Linked DNA regions of Anas platyrhynchos: region 2 is linked to region 1. Evidence: chromatin contacts called from public Hi-C data. All regions are on one chromosome and are shown on one strand. The core of a region is the stretch at or near the end of the contact, and the rest is flanking DNA. Distances in the headings are between cores, read along the strand shown. Region 1 holds the start of F3 (coagulation factor III, tissue factor). Region 2 overlaps SLC44A3 (solute carrier family 44 member 3).

What was found. Hi-C and Micro-C count contacts between places; a contact is called where the count stands out from the background.
Region 2: a Hi-C map of subcutaneous adipose tissue shows a contact between it and region 1, with 2.2 times the contacts expected there. The contact joins the enhancer-like site here to the promoter of F3 in region 1. A contact is called at or near these places in 4 of 8 Hi-C or Micro-C datasets (F1 follicle, liver, skeletal muscle and 1 more).

The regions. Positions count from the first base shown.
Region 1 is chr8:8,919,917-8,924,814 of IASCAAS_PekinDuck_T2T, forward strand. It overlaps F3 (coagulation factor III, tissue factor), which reads right to left and starts at 3,103. Exons shown (of 6, transcript XM_027462350.3): 1 at 2,946-3,103; 2 at 2,136-2,250. The coding sequence starts at 3,015.
Region 2 is chr8:8,971,437-8,976,733 of IASCAAS_PekinDuck_T2T, forward strand. The region is part of intron 1 of SLC44A3 (solute carrier family 44 member 3); the gene reads left to right. Among named protein-coding and RNA genes, the nearest start is that of SLC44A3, 46 kb to the left of the region's middle. Within about 2 kb of position 2,630, at least 2 of the 8 cell types and tissues checked have an H3K27ac peak or open chromatin away from gene starts, as enhancers often do. A contact at or near this core is called in subcutaneous adipose tissue, where this site is marked.

The DNA.
Region 1 (4,898 bases), core at 1,853-4,352:
GCAGGCTTTTACAAGCTATTTTATATATATATATTTACAAGCATATTTATATGTTAAAAACATTTTTCCCCTCAGACTGTATAGTTTCCCTCAGTCAGTGGAACAACCTTTAAGATATAGGCTGAAAAATAGAAGAAAAAACAAACCGAACCACTGTTCTGTACAGGTGTATTTCAAACTCAAAGTAGAATCAAGTAAGTAAAATATGAGCAATAGTAATTACAGTAAGATGTCATTGGATACACATATGAATTAACAATATGAACTTATATGAATTGAACTGAAACTATAAGCAGTTCTGATTTTGTTTTTTCTTCTGTTGACTTATGAAAAAAAAATAAAATACGTGTAAACCAGTTAGAAAGATTTCTCCCTGGTGACTGATGCATCTGAAAACTATTGCCTTAAGAAACATTAGTTGTACTAGGAAGTTGTCATGTAAATTAATTGTTTACAACGTCTGCTCATATGTCACTTGTGTTTGCATCTATGCAGGTAGAAATGTCACTGAGAACCTGACACTAGCAGCAATTTTAATTGCAGAATTGCATAATAGAAACAAAAAATATTGACAAAAAACATGACCTATTAATTCTCTTGTTTTTTAAAGGGCTGAGGTTAGGTCCATTTTCTTGAGAAATACTGAATAAACTGGTAAAATAAGTGTTAATGGCTCACTTTGCATCCTCACAAGAAGAAGAAAAACAGATTTGATATTACTGCTTCAATTCTTTTCCTTGTTTTTGTTGGTGAATTAAGGAAAAGAAAAATTGTGTAAACTTAACTGAAAGAGAAAGAATGATAACTGGAAATTAACAAATGAGTTTTCCTCCACGTAGGTCAAACTTTATGTAAGAGTTGCCAGAAGTCCCTTCCCACTTCACTAGATTTCTTATGCCACAGATCTGTTCGTTTTAGTATCCCTGCTTTGAAATAGGACAGGATAGATTTGATCTTGGTGATCAATCAAATGTACTTTCGTAGGAGTACATGGAAGAGAAAGAAAGCATTTAAGTGCACTTCATCCATGGGAACACCTTGTCTAAAGAAGTGCCTCTGTATCAGAACTACACTTGATTCTACACTGAATCTTGGGCAAACAGACTTCAGTATTTCACAAGCAAAAACGTTTGGAAATAAGCTCCAGATTCACAAAACATTTCAAAGTGCACAGTGCTAGGTAAGGCTCTGTGTCCTTTTGATGTCTTTCACGCTGCTAAGGTAGGTTGTGCCATTCTGCTAAGTATGTGCTTTAAAGTCTATTCCTTTTATCGCTCCCTTAGATTAAAGAATAAAAGAGCACATGAGACCACTGCACTGGTATTTCATCCATTAGTCATGAGAGCTCTCATTTCTAGGCAACTTTTATACACAGAAGAAACTACAGTATCATATTTTCATTAATATGTGGGAGAGTTGATGATGTGTTTTCCCTTCAGGGCATGTTTAATGCCCTATGAATTCTATGTCTATGAATTAATATGGGAGCTAAGAACCATAGAGATTTATTACTGAACTTCACTGAAGTTTTTGTGCGGTGTTAAAAGAGGTATTAGACACTTCACATAAGCTGATTGTTTTTTATGTCCACAGTATTTTATAGCTTCTATAAAACATGATGACAGAGGAAGTCTTCATAGAGCTAGACAAACAAAAGGGATTTTTAGTATTACCCAGCAAGATTAATTACACATTTATAGTGATTCACTGATTAGAATAAAATTCAGACTCATATTTATCAGACACCTCCCAAGACTGAAGAACAAAGACTTGGTCCAGACACCTTGAAAGACATAAAAGGTGAAATTCTCTCTAATACATGGTATGTCACATTGAGTGTCAACTTTTGAGTATCCTGCCCTACATCTCCAGGGCAGCTGGCCCACATCAAACCTCAGAACTGAAATACTGATCTAAAGCTCAACTTATCATTTCCGAAGTGGGCAACACCAGAAACCTGAATCAGATATTGTTATAGTTGGATAAAAGGAGTATTAACAGCTGGGTTGGCGGTTTTCCTAGACCCCTTGCCTGAGCTCTTTTCCTGTTACATTCAGTCTCAGAAATAATCAAACGCTCTGTCTGCGTCTTCTCCAGTTGCCATTAAAGTACGTGCCATGGTGTTATTTACTTACCCATGTATTTCTACTGTATAGAAGTAGCCTGACGGTTTTGGTTGCCACTGTAGTATAGTTTTAAAGTTGATTGAAGACCAAGTTACATTAACTGCTGTTGGTAGTTCTGAGTTACCTTTAAAACCAGAAAAGAGCATCATCAGTTGCATTGTAGTTAATTCCTGTCTCCCTGCATTCACGGCCTTGTTAAATGAGGCAGTTGCTGTTAATTGCTAGTAAGAGAGGTTATTTTGGGCAAAAAGTCTCGGTCCTGCCCTTTGGGCTCGTGCTTGTCTCCGCGAAGGAATGTGTCCTGACAGAGGTGAGAAATATGAGAAGAGAATTATTTTCTTTCCTGGTTCCTCTAACTCCAGGGTTGCTGAGGTAACTTATTCGGAGTCTTGTCTCAGGCTGCCTTTACTTTTTGATCCAAGACCCCTCAAGAACTTACAAAATCTCGGACGCTCGTGGCGGAGTCCAAGCACCAAGCAAATACAGCGTAGTTCAAAATCACCCCGGCGGGATCATCTGCAGAAAGCACGAGCCCCGCTCCCCCTCTGCTTTACCTGGGGAAGCCAAATCCTTTCCTGACTCGGAGAAGCCCAGCCCTTATCCTCGGGGAAGGCAGACAAAGCCCTCCCGAGGTCAGCGGCCCGGAGGCCCCGAGCCGCGGGGAGCCCCCCGCCCCAGCGCCCCCCGGTCCCCAAAGGGCTCCCCTCAGCAGAAGCCGCCCCGAAGCCGCCCCGAGCTCCGCAGCCGGAGCCGCTCTCCCCTGGCCGCCCCGCCAGAGGCTCCGAGCCGCGCCGATGCCCCCCGCCCGCTGATACCCACCGGCGGCGGCCAGGCGCCACAGCAGGGCGCCGAGCAGCAGAGCTCGGGATCCGGCGTGGGCTCGCAGCATCTTCGTGGGGCGGATCGGCGGTGAGCCCAGCGGCGCCGGGCTCGGGCTTATAACTGCGGGAGGGAGGCGGGGACAGCGGGGCCGGGGGCAGGGGGACGGCAGCGGCGGGGCGCGGGGCAGCGGAGGCGGAGCGGGGAGCCCCTTGCTCCCCTTGCTTCCCGGCGCCCCCGCTGCCGGGCCGGGCGCTGCTGGGGCCGGGGTCACGTAGCGGAGGCCGGGGCCGGGGGCCAGCCCTCGCCTCGCCTCGCCGCAGCGGAGGGCAGCGGAGGGCCGCGCTGTGGCACTGCCCCGCGGTTCGCTCTCCCTGTCCGCACGCCTGAGCGAAGCCTTTCGGGGCTCACCTGTCCGCACAGGCGCCAGGCGAAGTTTCGGGGTCTCTCCCTCCCTCACAAACCGGGGACCTGTTGACCCTTCCCCTACAGGCTCTGTTGGAAGGCCCTAGAGGGAGCTGCGGTTACGCTTGGAAAGCGTGGGTAGGGGAAGGCTAATGGGGAAGCTTCGCGTTTATTTGTCTTTCATGCTTGGTGCACACTTAGATACGAGCAAGTGGTTGCGTCCCATCACGTAAAACACGTATGGATCAAAATACATAAACTTCACAGCCTCCATCATATGGCGTGTCTCAAGGTGTGCCTAAAGCCAGGTTTTTTTTTATTTATCAGCATACCTTCATGAAAATTCGGCTGTACACCTGACTCTCCCTTGGTTTCTGTTACCAAATTTCAGCGCGGTCTCCGTGCGGCTGTATGCCAGCGTGGCGTCAGCCCGCAGGCGTGCATGCCTTCAGCTCTGCAGCATCCTGATCTCGTGTGACTAGATTTTCAAGATCGTGATCTTACTAAATCATAGTTGATTTCCAAAGGTCTTCACAAAGAGAGGTGACACTCATTTGCTTAAAGAAAAGAGATTTTATATAAAACCGTAAATCACCTTTGAGCTCTAATTCCAGCTAAATTTCCTGGCAGTTTAGTCACAAAAGATGGAAAGCGGGTTAGCTGTGTTACAGAGATGGCCTCAATATCCTCTCCTCACTGCCATCTCCTCTGTTGTGACCTCCCATACGTGAGATAGGCAAAGAACCTTCCAGACTGTCCGGAATAACCACCTCGACCAGTGTTACCTTGTGCCATATTCCGGCAAGGTATCCATCCCCTGCTGAGTAGTGCGAGGCTTTTAGAGGCTATTGGGCGCTGCAGGACGAGGGGAGCAGGCTGCCAGTTCAGCAGGGCGCCGGGCAACAGGGCCTGAATGGGAGGGCCTGCATGGATCTGGCAGGGGAGGTTGCGTGTGAGGCTGGAGGAAGCAGTGAAACTTTGCGTGGCAAGGGAAGGGAGTTGGAGGGAAAATTTGATAGCTGTGGGACGAAGGCAGCTTGCTCCGGGGACAGTGGCTGTATGAAGTCAGCAGGGGAAGGGGATGACAGAGAAGGGAGAAGCACAGAGGCGAGGAAAGCCGCTGCTGCCACCTCTGCTTTCTTCCTCCTCTTCCATCAAGTCTCGGTGCAGATTTGACCAAAGGATAAGAATCACTGTGCTGCCCAGCTCCAGGCACCGAGCCGTGGGAGGTGAGGGGAGCCCCGCGCTGCCTGACAAGGGGTGATGCCTCTGAGCTGGGAGCCTGCTCAGCAGCTGGTGACTTAGCGGTGACACCCTGGGTCACATTTCCTGTCCGCTTTAATGGTATTTCAACAGCCTGTTTAAGACAGAAAAATTCCCCTTATTTTAAAGATGTGCTGCTGCGTGCAGGCAAGCATTATGCTGACTTAGACATCCAGCAATTTCTCTAAAAATTTAGAATTTGGCTTCCATAGTGGAATGCCAAAACGTAAGCATCTAGTGTGTATATGTCTATAGCTGATTTAGTCATCCTCTGCTCATTTTAGA
Region 2 (5,297 bases), core at 1,380-3,879, 51 kb after region 1:
ATCCAAGCTGGATTTTAATCAAGTTTCCAAAGGTGAAAATCTTGTTCATCACAATTTTGTTTTAGTTGCACCAACTCAGACCAAATTTTCACATGCTACAAAGGGGAATTAAAGAGTCTTCTAAACAAGAGGCTTAAGACTTCTGATCAGCATCAAAACCAAAAGCACTGTCATTCCCTGAGAAATATTGTGCTTCGGTTGTTTCCACCACAGGTATAAGCAATCAGAAACGCTTTGGGGAAGATAATCACTTCTCATAAAGTCACCATCATAATTTTCAAATCTTGGTAGGTTCAAAGACTTCAAAGATATGGTAAAATGCCTTTAAAACTAATGAAAGTACTCTTTCATTATAATAGTGTGCAGTATGAGACAGAAGACAATTCTGTATGAGACAGACAATTCTTTTTCTACTACCAGACTCACTAACAAGGAGTGCATTGTACTTACATTTCAAGGTGTTTTGGATAAAGCAAACCATCTGAGGAATGCTATAAAAGGAAGCTGGAGGTCTTGGTGATACCATCTTTCGTTCTCAGATGGGAAAATTGGGTCACACAGAGGTAACTGTCTTGGCCAAAGCCACCTGCTCTTAGCTCTCAGGTGTTAAATCTTCAGTTCTGCTGAGAGCTATGGTACGTCTGTTTATACTGATGAATGTATGTATCTTTGCATGTTAGCTTTGCTGAAATGTAGTTGTGAGAACCACGATCTTTTCTTACAGTGGTAAAATGACTGACTGTAAAACGCATCAAAAACAGTGGCATAATGTGATGTGCACAATCAGCAAAACATTTGGGTCAGTGGAGAAAAGTCTATGGCAAATGGATTGAAATCAACAAGTATAGGTTGATGTTGAGATTAGATGAAGTTTCTCTCAAAACAAATATATTCCATCCATTTAAGAGACAGTAGCTAAAGGCTATATAACTATAAAAGGTGATCTATTATTGTAGAAAAGGGTATTCTCTTATTGTCACAGCTGAACATACCCCAACTCCTTGTTGTGGTTTAATATTCCAGCAGGGCATTGTAGCTTCATTGTAGCTTCTGATAAACTTTAGAGAATTAACTTCATATTTTTATATACCTACCTGCCATTTCTAGGGTGTTTAGAGGTTATGTACTCAATAACATACTACCATGGCTTCCACATTTCACTGTGTGTTTCTGGACACCTTTGGAAATCATGGAAATGTTTAACTAGCAAAACAAGTAAGATCTGGAAGATCATCTCAGTGTGCAGGTTCTTATTGTTACAATAAGATCCATTTCTGAGGTCAACAAACTATAAACCCTCCTTTCTAATGTCCCAAAGACAACAGTCTTAGTCATGTCAATATTTATTCACAAACCTGTGTGAATAGATTTTAAGATCCAAATTTTCAGCTTACTGTGCTTTATCAACTTTAATGGGAATTTTGGTCCCACAAGGAACGCAGAACTAACACATGGTAAGCTTTCAGCAAAGTCTTGTTACCAGTAGGCCTTAAACTCTAAAACTTGTCTGTAATGCAGGTTGGTTATACTGTTTTTTCTGTTTAAGAAGCTATATTTAGGTGATAGAATGTTTGAACAGCAACGTTCAGAAATACAACACTTCGTCATGTATGTGGCAGTATTTCTATATGCATACATAAACATGTATGTCACATACATACTTATATATAAATATATCTGTACATAGGTGGCACCACACAGGGGGGAAAAAAAAAAAATAAAAGCTTGGTTTATGTTATACTTCTCTTTTCTAAAGTAAGAGTACTGCTCAATGCTAAGGAATGTTGCAGTTCTATTCATAGCAATTTCTGACACAGCATTTAGCATGACCATACAGAGACATAGAGACACAACAAGCAAAATTACTGGAAAAGAGTTGTATTCTTATTAAGCACCAATAAAGCTAATAGAAAGCACAACCGCCACAGACATTATACAACATGAAGTAGTAAGACCTTCTGTTTCTAGAGGATGTGGTCTGAAAGAATAGCAAAGAGTCTGCAACAGTCAGAGCAGGTTTTTTTTTAAGGGTTAGTATTACTCAGCAAGTTTCTTATACATGAGTCAACCCTTTTCAGTTCTCTGGAGATTCAGATGTTCAGTTTTAGCTGGCTGCAGGGTGTATATCATTCATATTTCTTTTTTAAACCGAATAAAGTTTTCAGAAAAAAAAGGAAAACAATGATAACAACAAGACAATAATGTGAACTATTTCACTTCTGAAGTTTATAATAATTTAGAAACCAGAAATGTGATTTCTCCCATGGTGCAGCTGGCAGTAAAGATTCTTTCCTGCCAAGTATCTGGAGAAGGAGAGAATGGTAAATTGTTCATTAGCTTTGCCGCAAAGAAAAACGTAGTGTCAGGCTATGGTCCATTGCCTTGGACAATGACACACCAATGCCAGTTCTTGACCCCTCAGAAATGTTGTTGTGTCTCGACACAGATGACTTACGAGAGCAACCCATTTTTTTGCCAAGTTTTTCCAGCAAGGATTTGGGGACAGAGCACGTTGCCACTTGCTCCATGTGATTTCTTTCCTTCTCCTTCCTTTTTATTATTTTACCAGGGCACGCAGCCAAGGTCTGGGCATTTTGTCATTTCATAACCGCTCAGCTGTGCTGCTGCTATTTTCTCACCACACCCAGGTCCCCATCTGTGCCTGTCCCAGCCCAGCTCATTAGCATCCTCTGGGCCCGGCCTGGCAGCACTCCCCCAAGACCTGAGCCTCTGCAGATGCCCGTACATCAGACGCGCTGCCGGGGGCTGTCTTCTCTGAAGCTGTGCCAGGGACTCGCTGTTTTCCTGGCCCATCCTGGTGGCCCTCCTCAGCCCCAAGCCCACACTGTGTGCCTGTCCCACATCTGAAGTGGTGCCATGAGCTGCACCTCCTCATTATGCTCTAGGTTCATTCTCATGGTCCTCCCTTGCCCCGGGTGTCCCTCCTTCATGCCTGCCTTGCCCCTGGAACCCTGCCCTGATAGCTGCCTTCTCACCACACCTGCTTCCCATCTTCCTCCCAGCCCCAAAGCCTTATTCCTCCATGTCTTCTCAGCCTCCAGAGCAGCGCTGGGGCTGCAGCTCCTCGTTGCTGCCCTGCCTGTCCTGCCACCTCTCTCAGCCCAGGCCCCGAACCTCTGTGCCGGCGCCACGCCTCACCCCAGCACTCCAGACCCTGTGTCTCCTGTCAGTTTGGCCCTTGCTGGATAAATACAACTTCTCAGAAGCTAACATTGCTTTCACCCAGTTCCTCAATCCTCACTTCCCGTAATGTGTTCAGAGAACAACGTTCTGCTAATGGCAAAGCAGATAATGACTGTGATCGTTACTGTGTATGACTGAAAGGGGCTCCATCTGATGGTTGTTATTCCATCTTTTCCATCACACCACCTCCTCCCTCTGAGACATCTTCTCTGTCGGATTAAGCTACCTAAGGCAATCAATCAATTTTAAGACATTGAAGGCTCTATGAATATCATAATAATATAAATATTTTGTATTTACTGCTCATCATCGTTCATTACGTTGTTACTTCTGACAGCATGATTTTTCCCAAGGAGTAAACACTTGTGTTAAATTGAACAAGGCTGGACTTAGTATGTGTAGATGAAGGAGAGTTAATGACATCTCATGTTTTCAGTTTTCTGGCTTTACTTTGTTTTGTTTTAGTTTCAAGCCACAAACACTGAAGATTGTTGGGGAAAGCTATTTCCTAAAGAATATAGATTGGGGATGGTTGTTAAGTAAATATTTTTATTGTGCTTAAAAACCTAGAAGACACTGCATAGCTTCTTACTGCATTATTTACAGTCTTACAGCTCAATTCACTTAAGACATTCTTACACTATTTCCTAAATCACTCAACAAATAACTAGCAGAGGGAGATAGATGATTACTGACAATTTTGGGAATGAAACAGTATCATAACAGTAAATAGAAAAACAGGAAAAAAATACATGTTACTAGGGTAATTCTAGGGACCATGAGTAATCTGCAGGGGAATGACAGAACAGTGTATTTGCTATAAAAGAGATACCCTGGGAAAGTGCTGAAAGCCTGATCCCCCTTGCCTCAGTCAAAAGTGGTCCTGGCTAAACTTTAGAGAAAAGTACCGGGTTTCTGGTGAAGAAGTAAGGGACCATTTCACCAGTTAATTTTTTTGCTTCTGAGATTCCCATGACATAATTGATACCAGACGTGGACCATATTACATGTGTTTCTTTGAGACAGCAGGGTTTCCTCCCACCTACTCATGTAGGCATCCTCTTAAAGCCTCAGAGCAGATCAAGTAACAGGGCAAATTCATTTTATGCAGTTTGTGAAGCATACATTCAGTTAGAGTCCAAGGTTACCAGACTTTGGACCAGACCCTACATTTTAAAAGCACTGTGGCCTGGGGCAGATGGAGCATAAGTAATCTGCTTCAGACAAGAGAGGCAAAATGAAGTTCTGGAACATATTCTGGAGTCCCTTCTCTGTCTCTGAAGGTCTCCTGCAGCAGGGAATACAACCATCTGTGTATTGTGCTCCATCATCACATGGATGAGCAGAGAATTGAGCCTAGAATGGTATTTGCAGCCTTTTCTAATAGGGTCTAATCAGGTTGCATGGAGGAAATGCCATTATGGATTCCACAATTATTTGGTATTTCCACGGGGAGATAAATCAGTAACATTCTTATTGTCTAGGTAAGCACAATGTTATTGCTTTACAGCACTACATTTTAGCTGTTCTAAGCACATTAATGAAACATACAAAGGATATAAATGTATTTGGATTTGGGGGCTAGTGGCGGCTGTGAACAGCCTATGTTTGCTAGGAAGCACTCACGCAACTGCCAGCCAGATGGTGCATGTGTGAGGGGGACAGGGGAACAGTCCTTTTGCAGTCATTTTGCAGATGACCTGATGGCTTGCAGACCTGCGTCCCTGAATCACAGGCTGGTTTCTGCCAGCCCAGATTTCAACCTGAAGTACAGGCATACACACAAAGTTTATTTTTACTAGACTTTACTGAGGATATTTTTCCACTTCACATTTTATTAAAGCCATTTTCAGTCAATTGTAACTCTTCTAAAGATTCCAGCCTGGCAGTTCCAGAACCATTTTATGTCTACACAACAGGCTGTAACAAAAGGGCTAGCACACATTAGCCCACCTGATGAGCATAGCCTCATCTGACAGGGCTCTGAATAGGGGTGAGTCAGCCTCTATTACCAATTATTCTGTTATCCACATCTCATGTTTTCTCTTTCCCAAACTTGGTGTAATTGGATAAAAACATTAACACAAAATACA